Linked DNA regions of Pan troglodytes: region 2 is linked to region 1. A link is a contact called in public HiChIP or PLAC-seq data. All regions are on one chromosome and are shown on one strand. The core of a region is the stretch at or near the end of the contact, and the rest is flanking DNA. Distances in the headings are between cores, read along the strand shown. Region 1 holds the start of COX7A2L (cytochrome c oxidase subunit 7A2 like). Region 2 holds the start of EML4 (EMAP like 4).

Region 1 (6,915 bases), core at 1,955-4,454:
TCAAGAGAAACACGATTCACGAGGAGAGGTACTAGAAATCTGAAAGCCCTATCTATATCAAACTCATCGCAAGGTAATCTCTGCTGAGCGCCCATTTTATTACAATATGCCAGTTTTTAGTCGAAAAATTTACTTTTTTCTTACTAAGCAACAAAACCTAGATTATGCTGAAGATATATTAAAAGAACATAAACCAAGTGTGGTGGTACACATCTGTAACCCCAGCCACTCAGGGGGCTGAGGTGACAGGACTGCCTGAGCCGGGGAGTTCGAGATCAGACTGTGCAACACAGCAAGAACCTGTCTCAAAAAATATTTTAAAAAAATAAATAAAAGAACATCTGCTACCACCAACAGAATAAACTGTGATATATTTATAAAATGAAATCCCACAGAAGAATAAGAGGATAAAAGGAATTAACTACTGATACGTACAACACGGACTAACCTCAAAAATATTTTTTGAGCAGCCACACACGGTGGCTCACATCTGTAATTCCAGCATTTTCAGAGGCAAAAGCAGGACGATTACTTGAGCTCAGGAGTGAAAGTCTACAGTGAACTGTGACTGTGCCATTGCACTCCAGCCTGGGTCAGAGCTGGTTCCATTTACATGAAGTTCAAAAAAAGGCAAAACTATCTATTTATGACGATAAAAGTCAGAATAGGAAGGTGGCAGGGATTGACAGAGGGTACAAGGGAACTTCCTGGGATGATGTAACATCTTGCATATTGAGGGAGGTGTGGTTATACAGTACATGGGTTTGTCCAAACTCATCAAACTGTAACATTTAATATCCATACACTGGAGAACACATTTCATAGAAGCAGATGATAGAAATGGCCATTTTCTCACATAATCTGTAAAAGAAGTGCAACACTGCTGACTATTCCTTCCTTACAAGTCATTACCAATTCGGTTTCAGTGGCACCACACTGGTTTCCGTTCTCATCCGGACTATTCTTTAAACACATTCTCCTTCTCCACCCTCCCTTCATGTTTCTATACTCTAACTATAATCCGACCTTTCTTCCCTACAAATTACCACCTATGGGCTGAAGACACCCAAGTTTATTAAACTCCATATTCAAAAATCTAGCTGCTACCAAGCATGACATATCACAAGCTCAACATTTATAAACCCTAAACTCTTCCTTCCCGTTCCCACCGCAACTCCCCCACTAACCCCCGCAAAAAAAAAAAACAAAAAAAAAACTTGCCCTTCTTATCTGAGATTCGAATCATCTGTTTTTGTTTTTAGAGACAGGATCTCACTATGTTGCCCCAGGCTGATCTCAAACTCCTGGGCTCAAGCGACCCTCGGCCTCGGCCTCCCAAAGTGCTGTGATTTACAGGCGTGAGCCACGGTACCAGACCTGAAATCTTTCTTAAACATCTGCCTCTTGGGCAAGCTGCAGTGTCCCACAGAAAAAGGAAATGAAGCAACAGTAATGGAGTATCCTTGACAGCTCATCTGGGCCCCTCACTACTGCAGTCTAACTGCGTATCTCACCGACACTTCCCACACTTCTCTAGAGGATTAGGAGGGAATATACTATCTCAGACAGCTTCTGGTGAACAGTTAACACTTATCCAGAACCAACCACCTGCCCAAACTGCTAGTCACTTGACACACTTCATTTAATGTGTACTAACGCCGCCCTGAATGAAACTGAGCACACAATAAATTAACTAACTTGGCCAAGGTCACACAATTAAAGCAGAAAACGCCATGATTTGAAAAGGCACGTCTGGGGCTCTAAAGTTCCTCATGTCTACCCCCAACACATGCTGGAGACTCAAACTCCAATTGGTAGAATCTGCGTGAAATGGAATACTTTTCAGACAACCCAAACAACGAGCATCTGTCAAATATTTTACAATCGGGAAAGTGTAACCTCGCTGCATGCAACTTCCCTCCCTGGACGTGTTAAGTAACCTGTTAAATTTCCCAATCCAGATCATAGCCCCCCCAACCCCCTGCACCATGGTTTCTCTAAACGCCTTTATCCCCGCGCTCTCTAATCTCGAGCTCAAGTGAGGCTGCCTATGGGGCTCTGGCAGATGACAAAGAAACGACAAGGAAGCCGAAAGCCAGATGTCTTCGAAGAGAGGGAGAAGGCCGGACCTCTGACTCGGGTCACACTGGGGACCCCCACAAACCATCCCTTTTAGACAAGTGACCCCGGGGGTCACCTTGACCCCTGCAGTGAGCCAGACCAAACTTCCACGCCAGGCCAGCCCCCGCCAGGTGAGCAGGTACACAAAAAGAAGCCTCAGTGACCACAGTACGCTGGTGTGGAGAGGCCCCGGGAGGTGCAAGGAGAACAGAGACGAACTCGACCGCGGGCAGAAGCCTCCCCTGGCTCCAGCGCCGCGACTGCCTGTCGCCGAGGCTAAGGCCGCCACTTCTCATGTCCGAGCTGGCCAGGCGCCACTCGTACCTGCGGGCTATAGGCCTCCGAAGCCCATGCTCCTGCCAACTTCTGCGTGAAGCCACTAAACTTGTAGTACATGACGCCCAGAGTCCGGCTTCCCGCATCCGCTGCCAACGCGACCGCCCCAAAGAAGGACCCCGCCTCCCCGGCTGTGGTCCCGAGACTCAGCGCAAGGACCCGGTGCTGGGACTAGGGCTGCCCGAAGATCGCCTAACTTAAAACCTGCACACTTAAGCCGCATTGGGGAACCAAAAGCCAGGGTTCTCAGGACCACGAAAGGCAAAACCAGCTCTAAGAGAGCACGAAAAGTCGATGTGGCGGAGTCTGTAGGAAATATGAAGTTCCCTCTTTCCCCCATTCAGATTTGGGCAGTGCCACGACAACTCAAGAAATGCGCAAGCGCCCCACGGACTAAGCCCGGCGGACAAAGCCCGGCAGTGTCGGAGTCAGGTGGAGCATGCTCTAGGAGGGGCAGGCTCTAGGCGGGGCCTGGGGGGGAGAGGGCGGTGATTGGTGGGCGTGGTCTGGGTAGGGGCGGGGCTACATCGAAGCCGGTTGGGAATTCCACCATCCGAGAGAGTCTGTGCTGCGGAGCCACCGTCTGGTCGTCGGGGTGAAGGCGTCTCTTGCTTTACCGAACTTTAACTGATCGTAGTCTCATTTATTTCCTTCCGACCTAGAGCACCTCTTATCCAGAAGCAACCACCTGCTGTTGCTCAGTCTGCCCAGGAGTATAGACTTGTCGGCCAAGCTTCCCCTGGCAACCTGGGAGTTGAAGCAAATAAGAAAATTGGGAAGCACCTGCTGAAGGCTGTTTAGTACCGAGGGCTGTTGGGAGATTTGCCCCAATAATATAAAAGTAGCCTCCTGGGCTTTGTGCAGAGGAAATACACATGCAGAGTGATCTAAAGCTCAGGTACCAGGATGTAAATGTCACACGGTTTCTCAGAACTGGTTTTTATTCTCACCTGAGTTTTAAGGTCATTGATTATTCATCCTTTTCCTGGCCTCTGCTCTTTGCGATAAATGAGGTAGGGGGAGGGTGATCAGAAACACTTGTAAAATCTGGACCTTGAGCCTGAAAGATCTGGAACTACCACTTTCAGTTCTGGTAGTATTCGCTTCAGTTCAATTTAAATATGTCTGTTAAGCCTGTGCTGTGTACAAGGTACTGTGTAAAAGGAGTATACTAGTTTCTTACTCTCCAGGGATGGACTCAGGCTTTTCTTAGCTTCATCATCTAACCATAGGTTTACACAAGCATATTCTAGATGCACTTATGAAATCATGTTGCAAATTGATGGATGATACTAACCTATATATAGCATTTCCCTAAACTCATTTAATCTTCACAACAATCCTATAAGGTAAGTGCTATTATCATCTCCATTTTAGAATACAGGAAAATGACGCCTGGAGAAGCTAAGTAACTTGCTCAGGTCAGGGATAAGTGGCAGAGCTAGGCATTTGGCTCAAGACTTCCTACTGTTAAGCACTATGTTACAAATAAATAGATATGAAGCCATTCTGAAAAGAGGAGGATCAAGGCTGAGCATTCCAGGGTGAGGGTGTACACCAGCATCCTGGTTGCAGGCCTACGTTCAAGAGCCCCAAGTATTCAGCACCGCCAATATGTTGTAAAGGTTTCAGCGAATTCAGGTAAGCCAGCCCAAAGTTGCCACTTTTACAAAGAGACATTGTGATATAATGGAAAGAATATGCAATTTGGGTTTATGTCCATATTTCTCCAAGGATAACTGGTTTGGGTCTAGTGATTTCCTTTTTTTTTTTTTTTTTTTTTTTTTAATTCTTTTTGAAACAGGGTCTCACTCTGTCCCAGGCTGGAGTACAGTGGTGTGATCTCGGCTCATTGCAGCCTTGACTTCCCAGGCTGAGGTGATTCTCCTACCTCAGTCTCCCGGGTAGCTGGAACCACAGATGCGCGCCACCACGCCTGGCTAATTTTTTGTATTTTTAGTAGAGACGGGGTTTCACCATGTTTCCCAGGCTAGTCTCAAACTCCTGGGCTCAAGTGATCTGCCAAACTCAAGACTCCCAAAATGCTGGGATTACAGGCATGAGCCACCGTGCCAGGCCCACCCCATGTTTTGATACTGAATAGATTCAGGAAGATTTTTCTACAGACAAAAAGTTCGACTACCTCAAAAGAAAATGATCCATTGACATTAGCCTTCTTGAGTCCCAGGCGCTAGCAAATATTGAGTGAAAGAAAAAGCCTTTCATAGAGTTTAGATTGAAAAGAGAAATTAAATGATTTGGGACAGCTACTGTCTCCATCCCACTGACTTCTGGACATATTTTGGAAGAAGAAACTAAAGAATATTCTCTAACTTTTAGCAGCACTAAGGTGTACCAGCTTCTTTTATAAGGTGCCTGTCAACACTGGTTATTTTCTTAAAGTTCCTGCCATCTGATTTTAGATCCTGCAAGACATAAATTAAGAATCCTGAAAATGTTACAACAGCCAGGCTGTTCAGTGGGAGATAAAATGTCAGTAGCAGAGTGTGGGTTGGGATGTCACATGGAATGGCTGATCATGGGAAGATTTTGTCTCATTTCCCAAATAAAACACAGCACACTCTGACAGTACTAAGGCACCCTATTCTCATTCGTATTTGCATATCCCATCCAACATCAAAGACAATCTTTTTTTATCACGATCCCTTCAGGTTGTTCCCCACATTCTATTCTGAAGGGAAGTGACCACGACTCAGAGTACAGAGAAGCTTGACAATCACCAGGTGAACTGAGTGAGTGCAAATGCCAGTCCAGCTCCTGGTGAATCTGAATGCCGCTGCTTCTCCATTTGTGAGGGGTGTGTGCTAATGGCCTCTGGCAGGCCACTCTGTGAAAGCGCTTGGGGAATGGATGGAAAACCAACATAAAATTTAAATTGGGTAATACTGACTAGAGATAGGAACCAACTGTGAAATAGTTGTTAATTTTTTAAATTCTCTCATTTTTTCCAAGCTGACTTTTAAAAAATTGACAGTGGGTCTGGCAGAGTTAAAAAACATGTAGGCCTGCAGGAGTTGAGGTCATTGTGGGCTCCCGTTTCTGAAGGATTTTGCCCATTCTACGGTCGTTTCCCTGAGGGAAAATGGAACATACATAGTGCAATGTTATAGTGAAGTGTTACCTTTTCCATTGTTGTTTATGTCTACTCTCTCTTTTAACATTTTCCCAACATTTAAAACTGCTAGTGATAACCCCAAGAAAAGCATCCCCAGTAAAATACTGGAAAGCAAAATGGAGTGCTAAACTCACTTTATGATACTCAGAATGATGACACCTGCCATGCAATTATTTGGTAATTTTCATGTGGCAGAAATCTCAGCTGTCATCTCTTACTGTTTTTGTCAAATAAAGCCCTATATGGTATGGAAATTTTATCTTCCAAGCCTGAAACCTAGATTATATTGATATTGAAAACCAAATCTTTCTTAAAGCATGGTGTTTTCATAGCTAAAGAGCTGAGGGTCTGAATGGCTCATTTCTCACCCAAAGGAGGGGAAATGGCAGCTGGGATTGCAGTTGCCGGGACAGCTTTATTGCGGTACAGGATGAACATATTGACATCAACTCCCTACTCTGACCTTCTCGTTGTTGAATGTCAATACAGTGTGTGAAACTGCCTCACTTTTGCCTGCCTGCTTTTCCTTATGTGCAAGTCAAAAGCACATCCACAGAGAATATGGATTTAACTCAATTTTGACACATCACATTTCATCTCACTGGTTAAGAAAGGCTGAGGTATGACTCATAATTTATTTTAAATCATTTTAAATACACTTAATTATGCATAGAAAAAAGTTGAGATCCAGAACCAGATTCATGCTATTTTACATTGATATCATCTGTAAAATTACAGTACACACAGTGTTGTCTTATGCATAGAATGAAAGAATTAGCAGTGGCCTCCAGTTTGGGGGACGGGTGGTGGTTTCTCATCATTGAGGATTCCCACTCTCTGCCTCACATACATCTGCAGTGTTGAAATATTTCACACTGAGCATACATGAGTTCTGTAAGCCCACAGACACACACAGAAATACAAAGTTGGTTGGGCACGGTGGCTCACACCTGTAATCCCAGCACTCTGGGAGGCCAAGGCAGGTGGATCACCTGACATCAGGAGTTCGAGACCAGCCTTACAAACATGGTGAAACCCCATGTCTACTACAAATACAAAAATTAGTTGGGCATGGTGGCATGCGTCTGTAATCCCAGCTACAGGTGAGGCTGAGTCAGGAGAATTGCGTGAACCCAAGAGGCAGAGGTTGCAGTGAGCCCAGATCATGCCACTGCACTCCAGCCTGGGCGACAAGAACAAAACTCCGTCCCAAAAAAAAAAAAGAAAGAAATTACACAAAGTCCACCAAAAACATACAAATAGAATTTTAAAAATGCTTTCATGTACTTACACCCCCAAATTACCAGGTAATTTAGAATGTT
Region 2 (6,915 bases), core at 3,178-5,677, 190 kb before region 1:
CAATCTAACCACCAATTATGGCATTGTTCCTAATTTCAAACTGCTGACTTACAAATGACCTTTCGGAAATATTTTATTTGCAAGTAGAGAACTTCCTGTGTTATTAATTTTGAGAATTGAATTTCCTTGATTGGCTGCTTTCCACTCTAATATTTCTATTTAAAAGTATTTCCCCGCAGAATATCAATTTTGTAAGGGGTTGCTATGAACTCTTCACGGAGAAAAATTTTACATTTATGATGGACACATGAAAATTATTAGCTATTATCTCTAAGGCTTGCCCAACATCCAGTAAATGTAGTAAAGCTATAACACATAAAAAGAAACTTTAAAGTTGGTTCCACAATCTCAACAAGTTCAAATCTCATTTCATGGCATAAATTCTGAATTAGCATTGGGAAAACTTAGCTCTGCAGGCAAGGCTAGTTGTCTTCTTTCTGCTAGTCATGGATGGCACCATGAGAACTGCCAAAATTAACCTCAACAGGCATTCGTTCACTCACTCATGCATCTATGCAGCAGGTCCTCCAACTGAGGTATGGCTTGTGATCCCCACAGGATAGATTTCAGTCTCATAAGTTCTCACCAAGAATTTACAGCACTACTAATTGCTTGATTCTTTTCTGAAGTCAGCAAGTCTGGAAAGTCTTACGAGAGAGATAACTATCATGCCAAGATTGGTAAAACAGTTATTTAATAAGTATGCTATTTTAAACCAGTCTCTACAGACACAGTTTATGAGTGTCTGAATATGCAGTGTAATATATTTTTTGTTTTTGCATTTTAATGTTTTCAAAAAATGAACACTTATATGATTAAAATAAAATAAGAGTGAAATCCCCCATATCTCTCCTCTACCCTTTCCTTCTTCTACTTAATTTCATTTCTCAGAGGCAGCTACTTTTGACACTTTGGGGTATCTCCTCTCAAACTCCTTTTATTTCTCTTGCAATAATTTTGAAGTTCTCCCTAGGCATTCTTTATGGTTAGAAGCTAGAACAACATTGCCATTTAGCTTCTTATAGATTTTGGAATTCTTTTACACATTGCTTACATTAAACATATTATAAAAATGAAGAATCACTTTTTTCCCCCACTCAGGTATTAACTCTGATTTTTTTCTATCATATTTATGCTTACATGGACTACAGGTTTATACAATCTATATAGTTCCATGACTATAGGGTTTCATTTTTTAAATAACATTCAAATAATGAAATAAAAGGAACTGAAGACCCAGCATACGTAAAAAAACCCCTTAATTTTCCTTGACATTTATTTTAAAATGTCTGCGGGAGAGAAAAGCAAGCAGACAAAAACAGTTTATAGTTACTTTTCAAGATCATCTAGCTAGTGAGAGTAAAACAAAGAGATTGAATAGGAATCTTATTTTTCTTCAAACATTAGGTCAAGACTTTGACAATGTATCTTCACAAGTATTCTGAAACTCCTCCCACAACATACTTATCTTGACATAGAGGGGAAGGTAAGTATGCAGAGTCAAGATTCGATGTATAAAGAGAATGTTCTGGCCAGGCATGGTGGCTGAAGCCTGTAATCCCAGCACTTTAGGAGGCCAAGGCTAGGCGAATCACTTGAGGTGAGGAGTTCGAGACCAGCCTGGGCAACATGGCCAAACCCTGTCTCTACTAAAAATACAAAAATTAGCTGGGCGTGGTGGTGCACAACTGTAATCCCAGCTACTTGGGAGGCTGAGGCATGCTAATTGCTTGAACCCGGGAAGCGGAGGTTGCCGTGAGCTGAGATCGTGCCACTGCACTCCAGCCTGGGCAACAGAGTGAGACCCTGTTTCAAAAACCAAAACCATAAAGGGAATGTTCTAAGTTTTTATTATTTGATATAGCTATATTTAGCCTTTTCCAATAACTGGGATCCTGAAAAACGGCACATATTTTGCATTTGCCTGAATTAAGTTATACTTAAGGAGCTCAAAGAGGCAATGGAACTCCACATTGAAAATAATCTAAAGATAAATCCTTTGTTAAGGTGAATAACCAAAATAACCCTCCAGTAATTCGTAACTGTTTAGAACCTTTGTATTTGTGTGTGTGTTTGATGATAATGTTCAGCTATGGTTTCACTTTTGAAAGATGTATGTTAAATTTTATTTTATCATAGTAGTATTAGAGGCTTAGATTGCAAGATCTACTTTGATAAATATAAAACAAAAATTCTGGCTGCTTTAAAACTGTCAGGCACTGGTTGTTGAAACAATGTATTCAGATTGACTAATTTTCAGAATTCTTCTATGTTTGTTCATTATTCAATAAATATTTATCAAAAAGCTGTTCTGTAATATGCACTAAGTATATAATAGAGAGCAAAAACAGGTACAAAATAAGAGCTGCTAATACCTACTGAGCACTTATAACATATTGTGCCCTGTTTTAAGTGCTTTACATATATTACCTCATAGCATCCTCTCAAAAACTCTAAGAAGTAGAAGTGTTATCATCTCCATTTTGCAGTCAATAAAATGGAGGCCCAGAGAGGTTAGGTAATTTGTCCAGTGTTTCATAGCTAGTACATGATGAGTTGGGATGTGAATCTGGGCAGCATGATTCCAGAGTCTGTACTCTTAACTGCTGGGATATACTAACTCTCCTATATTTTAACAGCTTTCCTTGTAGTATACAGTATAATGAATGAGATGCTTATTGAATAAATCATTCAAGCAAATGAAAAATTTTAACTCTGATGAATGCCACGAAGGGGAGTGTGGCAGAAACCAGGGAGCTGTTACCAAAATATGTCTCTTTTCCTTCTGGATACACAGACTACATTCCTAGCCTCCCTTGCAGTCATGTGACCAAGTTCTGGCCAGTGGAATGTGGACAAAAGGGAGGTACACACTTCCAGGTCTGGACCATAAAACATATGTATACCAATATGCCAAGTTCTTATTCTTTTAATCGACCTAAGGCAGAGAGTGTGGCCTGAAGACACAAAGGAACAGCTGTCAGAATTGAGAACTTCTCAAACATTTACTTAGGCTTAATAGAAACTTACACATATGAAAATGCCCATAGCAGAAGGAACATTGGGTAAATCATTTAAGTTTGAAGAGAAGGAAATTTTAGACACCGTTTAGTCTGTAACCTGAATTTATCTTGGCTGCGTTATGGCCAGTCTCCATATAGTATGGTATTCAGAAGAAATACAGGTCTTATATCCAAATAAGAAATGCAAAGTAATTTACATTTTTAGGGAAGATTTTTAAAGAGGCAACAAAGGGAGACGTATACCCCAAGAAGGTTTAACAATCCTTTCAATCATTTAATTCCTCTAAGTCTCTCTCATCATTACATATTTCTTGTCTCCCTTCTTGTTTGTCCCTCTCTCCTGCAACTCTGTGTCGTAGGACTCTGTTTTCCCCTAACTCAGCTTTTTATTATATATTTATCAATTTATTATGTATAGATCAATTCAGTTCTTCAGTACCTTACAGCTCTTCTCTCTCTTACTCTAATCTGCACAACTGAGCCCCAGGAGGGACTTGACAAACCATGAGAAAGTCTTCAGAAGTATGGGAAATCGTGTTGGGGAAGGGAGGAAGAATATGAACGCTATGTATATTTACATGTTTTGGTTACATGTCCAGACAACCAATTTGCAAATGAATAAAGTGAGGCCTAAATAAATTAGGTGATTTGAAACTCTTGAGTCATACGGAGTTGGGCCTAGAACTCAGTGGTACTTCATTTGAAACAACCCTTATTATGGTTCCCTAGCAGGCCATCCTATAGCCTGCCATATATGGTCGTTTTGCACCCCTAGACGACAGAACGCTAGGGAGAGTAAGGAAGGCTGAGTATTTGCTTCTACTAGGTTGGATGACCTTGGGCAGGTTGTCCTCTCTAAGGCTCTGTGTTTTTCTTCATAAGAAGGGTTAGACAAGATCAACTTTTGGGTCATGTCCAGCACTAAAATTCCTTGCTTCTGATCTGTCCCGGGCCCTGCGGCTGTGGCAGTGGTGGTATCGAGCTAGTCAAGAAGCTTCGCCCCTATTTGTCCCCCACCCTACTGGGGGAGAGGGAGAACCTCTCCCTCTTGGTTGCTTCTTTAGTGTCCTTGTAGGACCCACGTGGTGGTCATCTCCCGTCAGGGGTGTCCAGACTTGGCTCTGCAGGCTTCCCAGGGGCCACATAGGGAGAGGATCCTTCATGCATCAGAGTATCGCAGGCCAGAGTCTATGCCTTATCCCCACCTGTTTGGAACCAGCTTCCAAACCGTGGTCCCCAGCCTTCAGCAGGCCTACCGCGCAGGCGCAACCACCAGCCTGGCGCGAGGCGGACAAACGCCGAGGCCGAGGCAAGGTGAGAGGGCGGGGCTGGCAAGACCCCGCCTCCGTGGCGTCACGTGGGAGGCGGAGTCGGAAGTGTGACGACGTGCGCGGGGCGGGGCTACTGCTGCGCGCGGGCGCGGGGGCGGGGCGCGGCGCGGCGCGGCGCTCGCGGCTGCTGCCTGGGAGGGAGGCCGGGCAGGCGGCTGAGCGGCGCGGCTCTCAACCTGACGGGGAAGTGGTTCGGGCGGCCGCGGCTTACTACCCCAGGGCGAACGGACGGACGACGGAGGCGGGAGCCGGTAGCCGAGCCGGGCGACCTAGAGAGCGAGCGGGTCAGGCTCAGCGTCGGCCACTCTGTCGGTCCGCTGAATGAAGTGCCCGCCCCTCTGAGCCCGGAGCCCGGCGCTTTCCCCGCAAGATGGACGGTTTCGCCGGCAGTCTCGGTGAGTACGGCTGGGGAGTCCTGCCTCTTCTGCGAAGGGTAGGAACTTTTTTCCTTCCGCACACAGCCCAGGCCCTGCCCTCCCGCCTGCCCCTCGGGGTGGCAGCGGCTCCACTGCACATGTTCCCTTCGAGGCTGCCGCCCCTCCGCGGACTCCGGTGGACTGAGGGCCCCTCCCCCATGTCCAACTCTCCTCTGTGCCAGACCCTCCTTTCCTCCCGGAGCCCCTTTCAGTGCGGGGCCCTCGTTCCCCCAAAGTGGGAACCCCTTCCCTCTCAGGCCCCCCAATAGCTGGCACACCCCTCCCCGTACACTCACGGCTCCCTCCACTTACCCCCCTTCAGAGTTGGGACACTTCTTCAAATCCAGGCTCCTCTTCAGGGTACAACGTTCCACCACCTTTCCACATACACGCCTCTCTTTCAGGGTGGGGATCGCCTTCACCCGAACAGAGGCTCGTTTTTAGGGGAGGGACCCTCATTCCCTCTTCAGGAAGGGGGCATCCCCCGCCCCCAAGTCTTCACTTTAGATTTGAAGGCGACTTTCCAGTATCCTTAAGAGTAGTAGGCAACTTCCTTTTCACTCCCTCCACTTCTCTGAGCATTTTGCAGTGGTGGAGAGACCTAGAAGCATCGGAGCATCATTTGCTTAATGCAGGAAAGGAAGAGGTGCATCTGTGTTGGGGGACCCTCTTTAAGAGTGAAAGCAGAAGTGTTTTCTGGCTCTGCATGCATGCTGGGGAGAAGTGATTCTGCCCAATGAATCAATAGGAAAGGGGGCCTCTATCAGGGAAGGAAAGGATTCTCCATTTTTGGAAGATGTTGTCTTTGTGGAATGGAGAAAGGGAAGAGGTTATTAAATAGGCTGAAGTGCCTTTTCAGTGTTCCTTTCACCAGATGAAGGTAATCTTCTGGCTAGGAAAATCAAAACTCCAGGCTAGTATTCGCTGCCCTAGAAGCTGAATCTGGAATTACTATTCTTCGAGGCCATTGAAATCTAGTAAAAGATTAAGTTAAACTGTTAGAATGGTGAGAGAAACAGTTTCAGCTCTGGCTGATAACGCAGTTATGTGATACCTACTGCTGGAACTGTATTTTGAGTTTTTTATGTGCAGGTAGCTTGTATTCAGACGCCTTTCTTTTACATTTATTGATAATAAGTCTCTACTTGGTTAATGTTCACTGATCAGTGAGCAATCTGGCCATAGGCCGTACTATATCCAGATAATATCGAGATGAGATGGATTTTTAAAATCTAAAGTAAAAAAGTAAGTCAAAGAGCAATGGGCCTATTATAGATATTAAATAGTAAAACCTATAATTTTGGCCTTCCCTTTTTCTTGGGCAGAAAAAATTGTCGTTATATTGCTTTCAGAGTGGAAATCCTAAAATAGGAGGCAACTGAGTGTTGTGTTACTCTTTCCTCCTCAAAGGCACCTGTTGTCCATTATCTAACCTTTGATGTCTTGTAATTCCTTACTTAGGTTGGGCTCTTTTTAGAGAGACATCCATTTTTCCCTGGTTCTTTTTTAGCTCCATGCGTTGGTTTATTCACAGTAAATGTTGGACCGAAAAACTTGTCCTATATGTCCGCTGAAGGGCTGATCATATACTAAAGTAAAAATTGAGTGTCTTTTTAGGGGATGTTGTGGAGAGCTGTGCTATCTTTATACTGTATTGGGTCCTCATCCTGTAGGAATGGTGAGATCACTTTAACTTCTTTCGTGTTGGCTCTAAAGATTTCTGGAGGGCTTGTTAAAGCTTCATCTTCTGTAAGTGTTTAGAAGGAGTCTTTCTCACCAATTGGGGCACTTAATGTTTATTTTCAAACATTGATTATGCTTTGTAATCGCTTTCTTCTTTCTTAACCAGTTTATGAGGCAAGTGATACAAAAGACCGAGAGATGAAGATGAATTGCAGTTGGGGCTCACACTTTTCATAAAGAGCGTCATTGTTGACCCTAATGTTGGATTTAAAAAATTCATTTAATGCCATGCTTTGGGTGGTATGTGATGAGACTTTTCTTTAGATATGGTGTTAATCAGGAGCAGAGGAGATATGCCTATCAGAGGAACCTGCATCTGCAGAGAGGGAAGGAAATGGTTCCTGGCAGTATTTCTGGAGCTGCTCTTGATGAAGATACTTCTCAGTGGGAGCTCTGTGCTTT

Evidence for each region. HiChIP or PLAC-seq counts read pairs in DNA pulled down with a chosen protein or histone mark.
Region 2: a contact with region 1 is called in an H3K4me3 HiChIP or PLAC-seq map of stem cell-derived excitatory neurons, with 4 times the contacts expected there. The contact joins the promoter of EML4 here to the promoter of COX7A2L in region 1. A contact is called at or near these places in 1 of 7 Hi-C or Micro-C datasets (stem cell-derived neural progenitor cells) and 1 of 1 datasets of contacts at active chromatin or transcription factors (stem cell-derived excitatory neurons).

Annotation. Positions count from the first base shown.
Region 1 is chr12:80,351,964-80,358,878 of NHGRI_mPanTro3-v2.0_pri, reverse strand. It overlaps COX7A2L (cytochrome c oxidase subunit 7A2 like), which reads right to left and starts at 3,204. Exons shown (of 3, transcript XM_009442392.5): 1 at 2,446-3,204. The coding sequence starts at 2,517.
Region 2 is chr12:80,547,833-80,554,747 of NHGRI_mPanTro3-v2.0_pri, reverse strand. EML4 (EMAP like 4) reads left to right here and starts at 4,427. Exons shown (of 23, transcript XM_016948426.4): 1 at 4,427-4,749. The coding sequence starts at 4,725. It overlaps LOC134807927 (a long non-coding RNA gene), which reads right to left and starts at 5,416. Exons shown (of 3, transcript XR_010149569.1): 1 at 5,083-5,416.